Regions from separate parts of the Cricetulus griseus genome. Here region 1 is linked to region 2. A link is a contact called in public Micro-C data. All regions are on one chromosome and are shown on one strand. Each heading gives the region's core, a stretch centred on a gene start, on an enhancer-like site or on the middle of the called end of the contact. The rest is flanking DNA. Distances are from core to core; before and after follow the strand shown.

The links. A called contact is a pair of places that touch in the nucleus more often than the background predicts.
Region 1: a Micro-C map of the CHO-K1 cell line shows a contact between it and region 2, with 1.8 times the contacts expected there. The contact joins the promoter of Trim8 here to the enhancer-like site in region 2. A contact is called at or near these places in 2 of 8 Hi-C or Micro-C datasets (both in the CHO-K1 cell line).

What each region holds. Positions count from the first base shown.
Region 1 is chr3:15,072,733-15,080,090 of CriGri-PICRH-1.0, forward strand. It overlaps Trim8 (E3 ubiquitin-protein ligase TRIM8), which reads right to left and starts at 2,607. Exons shown (of 6, transcript XM_027407120.2): 1 at 1,469-2,607. The coding sequence starts at 2,038.
Region 2 is chr3:15,004,436-15,011,175 of CriGri-PICRH-1.0, forward strand. All of the region lies in intron 1 of Arl3 (ADP-ribosylation factor-like protein 3), which reads left to right. Among named protein-coding and RNA genes, the nearest start is that of Arl3, 8.4 kb to the left of the region's middle. Within about 2 kb of position 2,761, at least 2 of the 6 cell types and tissues checked have open chromatin away from gene starts, as enhancers often do. A contact at or near this core is called in the CHO-K1 cell line, where this site is marked.

The DNA of each region.
Region 1 (7,358 bases), core at 1,357-3,856, 68 kb after region 2:
TAGTGGGGAGGAGTGACTCCTCTCCTCCATCCCCCACACTTCCTTTAAGAAACCAGAGGCCTCTCCTGGCACAAAACCCCAGAGCTGGCCCATGCAATTGCAAACTAATTATACAGCAAATTTTGTTATCCCCGCCCTCAGCCTGCGGTGGCCCTTCTGCCTTTTGTTGGTTGTATATGTATGGTTTTTAATTGCTAAACAGTGACTCATTTAGATCGGTCCCCTCCTCGTCTATGTCCCTCCCTCCCTACCACCAAGGAAATAGCCCCCATCTACAATCTGGACTGCCCGGCTTCCTCATACCGCAGAGGCCCCACTAGTCTCCAGGGGCCCCCACCCTAAACATACACGCCCAGTCCTACCAAACCTAACCTTGCTCCCTTATCACAAGACCCCTAGCCCGAGCTTTCAAGATGGCCCAGACGCGTAGATCAACTCCTTCCTTCGGTGTGACTCAATCCCAAGAGGCAGGGGACCCGAGAGGAACCTGGGAGGAGCCCCCTTCCAGTGAAAGGGACGGAAGTATGCCCTAGTCCAGTTCCCTAGCCAGGCCCAGAGGCCTAAGAGGGGGAAGGCGGGTTTGACATTGGCTGCTGCAGCAGGGTGTATACAATGGGAGGGGGTGCGGTTCCGTAATCACCCAGCCGGCAGCCCAGGGGAGCCAGCTGCCTGAAACCAGATTTCAAGGCGGCTCAACCTTAAACCCACAGGATTCTTTTTCCGTCTTCCACCTCCCCTCCCCAAATGTGGGAGGGCTGTGTAAGAGGGCAGGGCTGGGAGGAAAGGGTTAGACACATACTTTAAGGTTTGTTCATGCAGGCGCAGGAGCATACAAATACATAGAGAGCAGCCTCAGCCTGGGGAGCGTCCGCTGGGACCGATCGGAAGAGCTGACAGTTGGGGACTCCTGAACAGCCAGCCCGGCCTTGCCCAGCTAGATACCAGAGTTCTGCTCTACCTCCGGAAGCCCCCCCCCCAATGTGTTTCCAATAGAGCTTAAAACTAACATGGCTGCTTTTGTTTACTTCCTCATTGGTATGCCAGCATCATGGATCATGTCAGCCACAGCAGCGGCACCAGGACACTCATTACATAAACAGCAGCTGGAGAAGCAGGACCGGGGTCACTGCCTTGGTGACTTCCCGTAGAGCTTACAGAAACAATGCTGGGGGAGGGAGCTGCGCAAAACAGAAGAGCAACATCCAAACTACTTCTAACAGCCTCCCTCAATTCCATAAATGACTTGCAAAAGGGAGCCTAAGGGCACAGGTGCGGGAACGCACCCAGCAGCCAGGCCCTTCTTCTCAGGACCTTGTCCCCCAAACTTTCACAGAAAAGAGTTTGGAACCAGGGCCTCTAGGCTAATGCCGCAAGAGTCAGGATGTATGGTGATGGGTGGCCCCTAGGCAGGATGTGAGTGTGTGTGTGTGTGTGTGTGTGTGTGTGCGCGCGCGTTCAGTGTACTTGCCCGTATCTCATTCCTCCGGATCTCCACGTCGCACACCGAGTGTCCCTGATGCGCGCCGCTGTAGTAGCAGCAGTACTGGCACACGGCCACCTGCTCGGCCTCGCAGTGGTACAGGCGGTAGGCGTTGTGCTGCGGGCAGCTCCAGGCCCGCACGTCGTCCGCCTCCACCAGGAGGTGCCCGCGGGCGGTGGAGGGCTGCTGCAGGTGCGTCTGCACGTGGGACTGGCAGCAGGGCGCCTCGCAGCGCAGGCAGACCTTCTGCGCCGGCAGCGGGGGGCCGCGGCGACAGAACACGCAGTGCAGGGCCGTCGGCGGCTTCTCCACGTGCAGGGCGTTGAACTTCTCCACGATGTTGGTGAGCTTCAGGTTCTTCTCCAGGCCCGGCTTCTGATTGTAGGCCTGGTTGCATTCCGGGCAGCGCACCAGGCCACTGTCCTTGGCCCAAGCCTCGCCGATGCAGCCCCGGCAGAAGTTATGTTTGCACGGCAGCTGCACCGGTTCCACGAAGACGTGCAGGCAGATGGGGCAGATGAGCTCCTCCTCAAAGCAGTTCTTCCAATTCTCCGCCATGGCGGCCGCGGGCAGGGGGCCCGAGGAGACCTCCCTAATTCCCCAACCGTGGGGGTCCGTCGGATGCAGCTGGGGACCCACCGAGCCCGGAGCTCCGGTCCCTGCCGGCCCCGCCAGTCGCTCAGTCACCAGCGCCTTCCGCGTGCCCGCCCCCCAGAGGAGGGAGCCTGGGTCCTCGCGCCGCGCGCGCCGCCGGCTGCGTCTCCTCCTCCTGGCGAGTGCCTAGCGGGAGGCGGCGGGCTGCGCCAGGGCCGCGGCCGGGCCACCAGCCCTGGAGGGGAGAGCCGTGGTCCAAATTCCATATAACAGGCCGCCTCCCGGTCGGTGCGGCTAGGGCAGGGGCGCCCCGCGGCCTGCGCTCGGCCCCGCGGCTGACATCGGGGCGCGCCCCGCGGCGCACCGAGCGGGGGAGCCGCACTGTTCCTTGGGTGGCGGTCGCGGCGACCGTGGCTCCCTCCCGGCTGCTCCGAGCCGCGCCTTCCTTGCCTGGCTCCCGGCCGAGGTCCGAGGGGGGCACGGGAAGCTAGTTCGGCCCCGCCGAAGCTGCCTCGATCCGGAGCCGGCGAGCGAGGCGCGCCGGCGGCCCCCGGGCCGTGGCGCGGGCGTCCCCCAGCTGGCCGGCCGGCTGCGGGTTGCAGGGCGCGGGCGGGCCGACTCCGGGGCGCTGCGTGCGCGCTGGGGCAGTCATTCAGATGAAATTCCAGTCCCCGGCCAGAGACACCAGCCCGCCTCTGCCTTCCTCCTCCCTTCACAAATAGAAACGGAAGGGGGAGGGAGAGAAGTGGAAAAAAAAAAAAAAAAAAGCCACCAGAGAGGGAGGGAGGAGGGAGGGAGGGAGGGAGGGAGAAGCCCGGGAGGTGCTCCGGCCTGACCCCCTTGTCGCTACTTGTGCGCTCCCCGGAGGCCCAGCGCAGGGCGCCCCCGACGCGGAGAGACCCCGCTCCCTGTCCCCGCGCTGGGCGGGCGGCTCGCCCCGCGCTGAGGAAAACAAGGATTGATCAAACTAGAAAGGAATTTTTCTCAACTGCTAATGAACAGGAGGCTCGGCTCCCGGCCCCCCTCCCCCCGCCCGGCCCTCCCCCTTCGCCCCCACCCCTCCCCCCCACTTTCTTTTCTTCTCGGCCTCTGCTCCGGCCTGGAAGGCTCCGGGCTGCGGTCGGAGCCAGCCTGCGGCGGCGGGGCCGGGCGAGCCAGCCGGGCCGGGTGCGTCTTCAGCGCCCAGCCATCTTGAGCTCCCAGCGGCCGCGGTGGGGCCGGGGTCCGGGCGCGCGCCTGAGGGTCCTGCAGCTCGCTTTTTTTTTCCCCTCCCTTTGGTGGGATTTTTTTTTTTCCTCCAAGGGGAGGGCTGACGGCCTCCAGCAAATTAGGAGAGAGGGAAGGAGGAAAATGCCAAGTCTTGATTTCTCTCCACCTCTGCTCCACCCATCCCGGTCCTTTCCAAAAAAATCTTTTTAAGAGATTAGAATGGGAAGAAGTCGGCAGAACGGCGAGCGCCTGCGGCCCCCAGCGCTGCCCAGGAGACGCGTCCGGGGCGTCGCTCGGTCCGCGGGTCCGTTTGTCCCCTCCCGCAGCTTCTCAAGTGTGGAGAGGGCGGGCACTCGGGCGGGCAGGGTCTCCGCTGCGGCTGTCGCTTCAGAGCTTTATCCTCAGATCAAAAAAAGAAAAAAGGAAGAAAAAGAAAAACAGGGGGGGAAAAGATAGGACCCACCCCCCCGCAAGCCCGAAGACGCTCATCACAGCCACCTTCAGCCATCTTGCGTGCATTATTTCAAGAATAATCTGTTTAATAGCGATAGCTGCGTCTCCGGCCCCCTTCTCCGCATCCTGGGGTCCCGCCCCCTTTTAATAATAATCTCGATAATAAAGATGATCGGCGGGTGGCCGGGGCAGCGGGAGGCTGCGTGCCCCTGCCCGGGGTCTCTCCGGCTCCCCCGGGAAGGGGGTCGGGGCAGGGGCTGGGGTGCGGCCCAGCGGCCCCCGCCTGGGGCAGCACGGACGGGCGGGGGCGGGAGCCAGCCGGACCCACGGAGGGGCACCCTGGGGTGCTCCGTCTCGGCCCGGGTTCGCAGCCGCCCCGGATACAATGGGCTCCAAGCAGAGCGAGGCCGGCAAGATGGGGGCGCGAGGAGGGGGAAGGACGGCAGAGCCCGGGGCTCGCCGACCAGGGTGATGGCAGCGCGGGGCGGGGGTCCCTACATCGGGGCCGGTCCCGCTACTCGGGCAGGGGCGGGGAGACGGAGGGGGAGGTGAAGGGAAAACGGCCGGCGGCGCCTTTAATCAGCACCCGCTGGCTCAGCCCACCCGGTAGAGCGACAGGAACGGGGAGGGGGGAGGGGAGGGGCGTACTTTCCGGAAGTGCTGCTACAGCGGCTCGGGTTCCTGGCCCCGCCCCTTTCCCTGTCTGGAACTAGGGCTGCTCCTGAAGCGGCTTATGCTATTGGTCCTCAAGGGTAGACTCCTCCCCCTTGAGGCGTGGCGAGCCGTCGCGATCTCACGTGACTTGCACTAACTTCGGTACATTAAACATTGGGTGCCGAAGGCGGGGCTCTGTCCAAGCTTCTTAAAACGGCAATGATCCCTCCTGGCTGTGGGACCATTTTTTTCCTGGGCCTTTTCAGCTGTAGCTCTTTTTACTTGAGAGGAAAGAAGGGTTGTCAATCAGTCTGCTCAAGTGTCTAGAGGAATTGAGCAGGGAATTGCAAAGGTTCACCGTGGAGCTATTGCCCGATCTCCTCGATACTTTTCCCCCCACATCTCTGAAGCTTAAAACTACCAAGCTAGTAATTCCTATTGACAAGGACACTGATGCCTAAAGAACTGTAGACATCCATCCCTGAATTAGTTGGTCAGTCAATGAATATACAGTATAACAAAGACCTCTTACACCGGGGACATTTTTCTAGGCCAAGGGGGTTTCTTGGAAAAACGTACATTAAAAAAAAAAAAATACTGAGTATATGAAGCATAATTTCTAAGAGTAAGAGGCACACAAAGGCTCTAAGTAAAAGTGACATTTGAGCCCACACTGAATGTGCTGCAAGAATCAAGCTAGTGACAACCTGAGAAGAACTCTCATCAAAAGGCAAAGACAAACGCCCAAGCTTGTTCCTGGGCAGAAAGAGGGCATCATGGGAGGGAGAGAAATAGGTAGGAGCCAGAACACACAGGATATTGCCAGTCACCGACACAGGAAGAAATTTGGACTCTAAACTGGTTGTGAGCCTCTGGGCTTGATATATATTGGAAGGAGAACCAACAGGACTTACTGTTGGATTAGCTATGGGGCATCGGAGAATCCACATAACAATAGGAGCTAGGAATAGGACCCAGATGTACTTATCATTATTGTATAGCCTGCTAAGCATATACACACGTTTATTTCCTCCATTATCTTACACAGTGTTTTATCTAGTGTGTGGTGGAGGCAACTGAACCCATAGCTTTGCACATGCTAGGGAAACTTTGGCCAAGCTACATCACCGGCCAGCCCTGTGTGTGTGTGCACATTGCAGCACGCACCCAGGGCAGAGCATAGGGTTGGTTGGTGTTGTTCCTCAGGTGTGCCTGTTTTGTTGTTGTTTTTCAGTTTGTTTTTGAGACATGGTTCTCTCACTTGTCTGGAAACCACCAAATAGACTTGGTTGGCTGTTGCCACTTCCCCAGCACAGGGCTCACGAGCACAGTGCACCACCGCCATGCCTGGCTTTTTACATGGGCTTTGGGGATCCACTTTGACCCTCATGCCCACAAGCTTGAGCTATCTAGCAAGCCCCGAGTCCTTTTTGAAATTTTTGTTTGTTTGTTTGTTTTTCAAGACAGGGTTTCTCTGTGGTGTTGGAGGCTGTGCTGGAACTAGCTTTTGTAGACCAGGCTGGTCTCGAACTCACAGAAATCTGTCTGCCTCTGCCTCCCCAGTGCTGGAATTAAAGTCGTGCACCACCACTACCTGGCTCTTAAAATTTTTTGTTGTTGTTGTTTTCATTTTCTGGTTGCTTTTTGTTTGTTTGTTTTTGAGATAGGGTTTTTCTGTGTAGCTCTGGCTGTCCTGGAACACGATCTGTTGACCAGACTGGCCTCGAACTCACAGAAATCCTCCTGCCTCTGCCTCCCAAGTGCTGTGACTAAAGTTATGTGCCACCACCGCCTGACTTTTTAAAATTCTTAATCAAAATATATAATGCTTGTACGTAGTTATGCTGACTAGTTTTATGTCAACTTGACATAAGCTAAAGTTATTCTAGAAGAAGGAATCTCAGTTGAGAGAATGCTCCCTCCAGATTGGCCTATTGGCAAGCCTGTGAGACATTTTCTTGATTGATAATGACTGATATGGGAGGTGCCATCCCTGGGCTGATGGTCCTGGGTTCTATAAGAAAGCTGACTGAGGGAGCTGGAGAGATGGCTCAGCAGTTAAGAACACTGTCGGCCCTCCCAGAAGACCCTGGTTCAATTCTCAGCACCCATATGGCAGCTCACAAGTGTCTAATTCCAGTTCCAGGGGATCCACCCTCACATAGGCATACGTGCAGGCAAAACAACAATGCACATAAAATAAAAACAAGTAAATCATGAATGAAAGAAAGGAAGAGAGAGAGAGAAAGAAAGAAAGCAGGCTGAGCAAGTCAGTAAGCAGCACTGTTCCATGGCTTCTGCATTTGTTCCAATCTCCAAGTTCTTGTCTTGAGTTCCTGCCCTGAATTCCCTGGATAATGGACCACAAGCTGTGAGATGAAATAAGCCCTTTCTTCCCTAAGTTGCTTTTGGTTAGGGTATTTCCTCACAGCGATAGAAACCTGAGCCAAGACAATACTCACGATGTCTAATATGCTAAGTCATTGACACAAATATACAATGTGTAATGACTTTCGTTTTCTAGGACTAGATAGGGATTAAGCCCAGGGGCCCACTCATACCAGGGTATTAGGCAATTACTCCATCACTGAACTCTATCTGCAGATTTTTTTTTTTTTTTTTTTTTAAACAGGGTGCAGAGATGGACAGGGTTTTATTAAGTTGCCCAATCTGGCTTTAAACTTGATTTGTAGGCCTGTCAGACCTTGTAATCCTCCTGCCTCAGCTTCCTGGACAGCAGAGACAACAGGCTTATGCCACCAGGCTTGGCTTGAAACTGTTTTAAATGACTCCCAGAAGTTTCTTGTTGGGCTCAAAAAGAAACTATTTAGGAAGAGGCTACTTACCAAGGATGGGGAGAATCAAAGAACATTCAGTCCTGGCAGGGGTATTTTCTATGTTATATTTGATTGGCTCAGATATCTAATGGCAATATTGAAGGACACATCTATGTACAGACACAGCGGAA
Region 2 (6,740 bases), core at 1,511-4,010:
CAACAGCACATAGTCACCAACAACAGCAGCACACAGAACACAACATCACACAGACACACAGCAACAACACACAGACACACAACATCACACAGACACACAGCAGCAGCACACAGACACACAACAACAACACACAGACACACAGCAACAACACACAGCCACACAACATCACACAGCCACACAACAACAACACACAGACACACAACATCACACAGCCACACAGCAACAACACACAGACACACAACAGCACACAGACATACAACATCACATAGACACACAGCAACAACACACAGACACACAGCAGCAGCACACAGACACACAACAACATCACACAGCCACACAGCAACAACACACAGACACACAACAGCAGCACACAGACACACAACAGCATACAGACACACAACAGCAGCACACAGACATACAACATCACACAGCCACACAGCAGCAACACACAGACACACAACAACAGCACAGACACACAACAGCAGCACACAGACACACAACAGCACACTGACACACAACAATAGTACACAGACACACAACAGCACACAGCCACCTTTAACCCTAGTTCCGGGGTATCTGACACTCTCTTCTGACTTCTGCAGCTTCATGCATACATGTGATGTCCATCCATATACTTAGGCTTACAAACATACACATAAAATAAATGTTTTTCTTTAAAAAAAGAAAATACACCCATAGTCACCCATAATGGCTCATTCCTGTAATGTTAGCTTTCTGAAGCTCGATGAGGGAAGGCTGAGTTTAAGGCCAAGGAAAAGTAAATCCTCCTAAAATAAAAAATAAAAATAAAAAAAGTTTTTAAGTGCTGGGGAGATGGCTCAGAAGTTAAGAGCACTGGCTGCCCTTCCAGAGGTCCTGAGTTCAATTCCCAGCACCCACATGGTGACTCACAGACATTTGTAATGAGATCTGGTGCCCTCTTCTGGCATGCAGGCATACATGCAGGCAGAATGCTGTGTGTATAATAAATAAATAAAAAGAAGTTTTTAGGGGGCTGAAGAGATGGCTCAGCGGTTAAGAGCACTGACTGTTCTTCCAGACGTCCTGAGTTCAATTCCCAGCAACCACATGGTGGCTCACAACCATCTGTGATGAGATCTGGTGCCCTCTTCTGATGTGCAGGCACATGTGCATGCAGGACGAAAACTGTATAGACTGTATATATAATTAATAAATAAGTAAAATCTAAAAGAGAGAGAGAGAGAGAGAGAGAGAGAGAGAGAGGTTTTTAAAAGGACTGGGTACATAGTTCAATGGAAATGTTTGTTCTCACCTAGGATGTTCAAGGTTGAATCCGTGGTTTTTTAGTTTTTGGGGTTTTTTGTTTTTTGTTTTTTCATTGAGATAGGGTTTTTCTGTGTAGCCATGGCTGTCCTTGAACTCGCTTTGTAACCAAGCTGGCCTCTAACTCAGAGACCTACTTCGCTCTGCCTCCTGAGTGCTGGGATCATTAAAACCAAGCTAATCCTTAGTATATGCACTCTCTCTCTCTCTCTCTCTCTCTCTCTCTCTCTCTCTCTCTCTCTCTCTCTCTCTTTCTCACTCACACACACACACACACCCATCCCCTCCCACACACAGCCTCAAAAGGAAAGAAAAGAACATACAGAATTGTCAGTATTTATCCCCAGCTCTATACATTTATTTGTTTGTTTGTTTGTTTTGGTTTTTGGAGGCAGGGTTTCTCTATATTGCTTTGGAGCCTGTCCTGGAACTCGCTGTGTAGACCAGGCCGGCTTTGAACTCAGAGATCCGCCTGCCTCTGCCTCCTTAGTGCTGGGATTAAAGGCGTGCGCCAACAACACCTGGCTACATTTATTTTCCTTTAAAAAGAGAAGGTAACTTGTTTTGAGTGACTTCTGTGTGTCCTGCCTTACAGCATCACCTCTTGGTGTTTCTCATCAGCTTTGATCATTGCGCTCATTGTCTAAATGAACTAACTCTAGGGCAGGTCTCTCACACAGGGCGGCTTAGTGCATACAGCCATCAGGACTCTGCTGGGAGAAAGAAGGTAGAGTCTGAGTGGTGACGAAGTGGCTCAGTGAGCAAGGCTGGTCACCAAGCCTCAGAAGGAGGGCACTGGTTCACACTGGCTTTCTGCTGCCTTGCACCAGCCCTGCGTACTAAGCACATACCCACACACACATACACAGTGCACACACCTGAAATAAGTAAACAAATATAATTAAAAAAAAAAACGATTGCAAAGAAGAAGACAGAGTTCGAGGTTCTCCCTTTCACATCAGTAGGACCCTGTTGAGAGGTGAAATGAGGTTGAAATCTGTCCCGTTTAAGCTATTTAGGAAGGGCTTGTACTCAACTGCTTAGCTGTCCCAGTACTTAAACTTTAGCTGTTCCTCTCGGCTGTACAGATTTTCCATATGTCAGTACATTCCTCCCACCACCCCCCTCCACTTTGGTTTCTTTGAATGACCTAGTTTGTGTCTTTTGGGGTCAGAGCACTATGCCTCTGGCATGAGTTGAGTTTAAACAGATTTTGAGGCAGATAAATTTCTGAAATCCAAGTCAGGTGTGGTGGTGCACACCTTTAATTCCAGCAGAGGCAGAGGCAGGCCAGGCTGGTCTGCAGCATGAGTTCCAGGACACCCAGGGCTACACGAGAGATCTGCCTCAAAAAAGGAACGATGCAGATGGATAAACTCTGTATTCCATAGCACAGGGCTAGGGTGAGGGTGATCTGGTTGTAGGAAAGTTTGCTTAAATATTTTGTGGCTGAGTCAGAATGCTTCTGCCCCCGGAGTACAGATAACTTGTGCATGCCTGAGCTGGCAGTGTGTGCACACAGTCTATTGGAGTCTTTTTTCTCATTACTGGATTCGGTGTCTTGGGCTCATGCATCCTGTGTGGACATTACATCCCTTTTGCTCACTCTTCTGCTTCCAGAGGGTTGAGTGAATGGTTATTTGGGTCAAAATTACCCTGTAAAAAATTAGTTTCGCCGGGGCTGGAGAGATGGCTCAGTGGTTAAGAGCACTGACTGCTCTTCCAGAGGTCCTGAGTTCAATTCCCAGCAACCACATGGTGGCTCACAACCATCTATGATGAGATCTTGTGCCCTCTTCTGCAGATATACATGGAAGCAGAATGTTGTATACATAATAAATAAATAAAATCTTTAAAAAAAATTAGTTTCGCTCGGCGTTGGTGGTACACGCCTTTAATCCCAGCACTCGGAAGACAGAGGCAGGCGGATCTTTGTGATTTTGAGGCCAGCCTGGTCTACAGAGCAAGTGCCAGGATAGACTCCAAAGCTACACAAAGAAACCCTGTCTCGAAACCCCCCCCCAAAAAAAAATTAGTTTCATTGTCTTTCTACAGTACAACTCGTCCGTATCATAAATTAACTTTTAATGACTGCATCCTTTCATTTGCTACAGCATGGCAGGGAGACACACAAGAGCAGGGTGGACTTACTCTGCTCTGTTTCATCTAGCCTCTTAAATCCGATTACTGTGTACCTTTCGGGCAGAACCCTGCTACCCTGCTAGCTGTAAATATCCTCTCCCTATTTAGCAGGACCTGGTAATCCTGAGATCCTGCCCTCCATCCTGGGCTAATACAGTGTGCTGTTGCACTTGTGTTCCCTGGGCCGAGCTTGAGATGCTGTTTATCGTGTTATTGGAAGGAAGAAAGCATTAGCTGAACTTTCGCTTTCTGTGTCATTTCACTTACGTGTGAGGCATCTGATGTCACTGCCTAATAAGGAAGAGTGTTCATTAGAGATTAAACGTATATGGGGCTGGAGAGATGGCTCAGTGGTTAAGAGCACTGACTGCTCCTCCAGAGGACCATGGTTCAATTTCCAGCTCCCACATGGTAGCTCACAACTGTCTGTAACTCCAGTTCCAGGGGACCTTACATCCATGGCAGAACACCAGTGCATATAAAATAAAAATAAATTAACTAAAAAAAATACAAGAAAGTGTATATTCTGTCCTGTTAGGTTAAGAAGAAGTGCCCATAGTTAGAAAGACTTACTTCTTCTCTGGGCCAGACTCCTTTAATGACTAGAAATGAAGGGAGCGGGGACAGGTGTGGTGATGCCCACTTTTATCGCAGCAGCACCCAGGAGGCAGAGGCAGGATTCCTGTTGAGGCCAGCCAGGGCTACATAACCAACCCACTCTCAAAACAAAACAAAATAGGGAAATAAAGGCCGGACTAGGGATGAAGCTTGCAGTAGCATGCCCAACTAAGGTGCAAAGCCCTGGTTCAGCCTGTCTCCTGAGGAGGGAAGTTCTGTCACTTCAGTGGGATGCTGCAACAAAGAATCGGTATTCTTCCCTTAATTGTTCAGTTTCAGATGTTCTGAGTAGGTAGGAAAAACTTGATCTCCAGGCAATAGTATGTATATCTAGTGACTCCTTTCCTTGTTTAAGAGTTACTTTTTGTTTGTTTAATTATGTGGGTATGTGCATGGGTGCAGGTGCCCTAGGAGGCCAGAGGATCAGATCCTGCTGGAGCTGGAGTTACAAGCAGCTTGAAGCCAACCCACGTTGGTGCAAGACTCGAACCTGGGTCCTCTGCAAGAGAAGTATATTCTCTTAGCTCTGCCCCACCTCTCTGGTCCTATTCAAGTGATTTCTTAGTTGAGGAGGCACTTGATGAGAACTGAAAATGCTAATTTTAAACTTTGTAGACAACAAATAATGTTTATACTTCCTTGACAGTTTCTACTCTAGGGAGGTAATGCATGGGAGTTTTACTTGTAGCATTTAGTATGTTAATTTGATGAATTCCATTTTGGGGTGTATGGTAGGAGCTAATGGGACCCTTCCTGTATCCAGTCAGGGACTTGGGATGAGTAAGTCAATGTTTTCCCCCATTCTTGGTGCTTTTATATTCCTGGCCTTCGGGGTCTGAAAAGGTGCATTAGAAATTAATGGTTTCAGTACAGCTAATGAAAAACCGAGAGACAACTTTGTTGAGCAGTTGGTTGTGAGTGCCTTGTACAATGTCCCAGCCTCTCTGTTGTGTCTTGTTTTTTTCTGGAACAGCTAGTCTATACTCTGTGACCCTCCTGTTCAGGTTCCTATAAAAGTTAAATGAAGGTCAAGTGTTTCCAGCCAATAGTAACCCAGGAGACTTCTCATAAATACGGTCTGAAGAAGGATTGGAATCGAAGTCGCCAGGGCTAAATGAGATGAAAACAGAGGCAAAACCATGCCTTTCCTTAAATAACAACAAAAAACACTGCTTGTCTTTTGTTCATTTCAAATCGATTCAGCTTTTTCCTAAACCTTTGGCATAACGTTTGTCTGTCTTAGACTACATTTTCCATCTTACTGCTGAAAAAACTCAAGGCCTAGAGCAGCTAATGTGGTCATCAGTGGCCAGCTCAGATGCCACAAAGGAGACAGAGCTGGGGAGGTTGCTGACCTGCCTGCTTATTCCCATGCCGTTGTCCTAATTCCTAACTGCTGAGAGTTATTTCAGAGAAATATTATTTGATCTTTGTCAACAAACTCGATTGAATCTTTGCCTGGTACAGTATGAATTGCAAACACAACCTTTTTATGTAATTCTAAATTCTAAGACTCGGCTTGAAGGAACCTCTACGCTGGCTGAGCTATTAGATTATATACCCTTAAAACTGTGCCATCTTTTAATTGTTTGTTTGTTTGTTGAGACAGGGTCTCACTATGTAGCCCTGGCTGTCCTGGAACTCACTATGTGGACCATGCTGACCTTGAACTCAGAGAGATCTGCCTGCCTCTGCCTCCTGAGTGCTGGGATAATTAAAGATGAGTATCAACACGCCTGGCCCTTGATTCTTTCTGAGATTGTCAGCTGCAGGACAGAACAAATAAATAGCACATGAAATTTTTCTCACCTTTTTAAATAAGAAAGCAGGGTGAAAGGCTGAGGAAATGTGTCCGTGGCACAGGCAAAGCCCCGGGTTCAGTGCTGATGATGGCTCAGGGCTTAAGGGCACTGACCACTCTTGGAGAGGGCCCATGTTTGGGTCCCAGCACTCACATAAATGACCTGGAAACTTGAGGAGATCTGACTTCTTTTGGCCTCCATAGGCGCCTACATTCATGTCCATATACTCATGAATGCACATGGATGCATATAATTAAAAATAATGTTTGGTTCACACCTTTAGTTCCAGCATCCAGGAAGCAGAGGCTAGCAGATCTCTGAGTTTGAGGCCAGCCTGGTCCACAAAGCCAGTTCTAAGACAGACAGAAGAACCCTATCTTAAAAAGCAAAATTAATAAAAAATAGTAATACTTAAACACTGATTAAGCCAGGCGGTGGTGGCACACGCCTTTAGTCCCAGCACTCGGGAGGCAGAGGCAGGTGGATCTCTGTGAGTTCAAGACCAACCTGCTCTACTAGAACTAGTTCCAGGACAGCCTCCAAAGCCACAGAGAGAAACCCTTCCTCGGAAAACAAACAAACAAACAAAAAAAAACAACACTGATTAAATCATGATCATGATTTATAATTTTATAATTTTATAATTAATTCCCTAACGGTTACATCTGATTTTTCATCTGAAAAAAAACAGGGCTAATAGGGCTAATAGGGCTGGAGAGATGGCTCAGAGGTTAAGAACACTAACTGTTCTTCCAGAGGTCCTGAGTTCAATTCCCAGCAACCACATGGTGGCTCACAACCACCTTGGATGAGATCTGGTGCCCTCTGCTGGCATTCAGGCATACATAATAATTAAATAAAATCTTTAAAAAA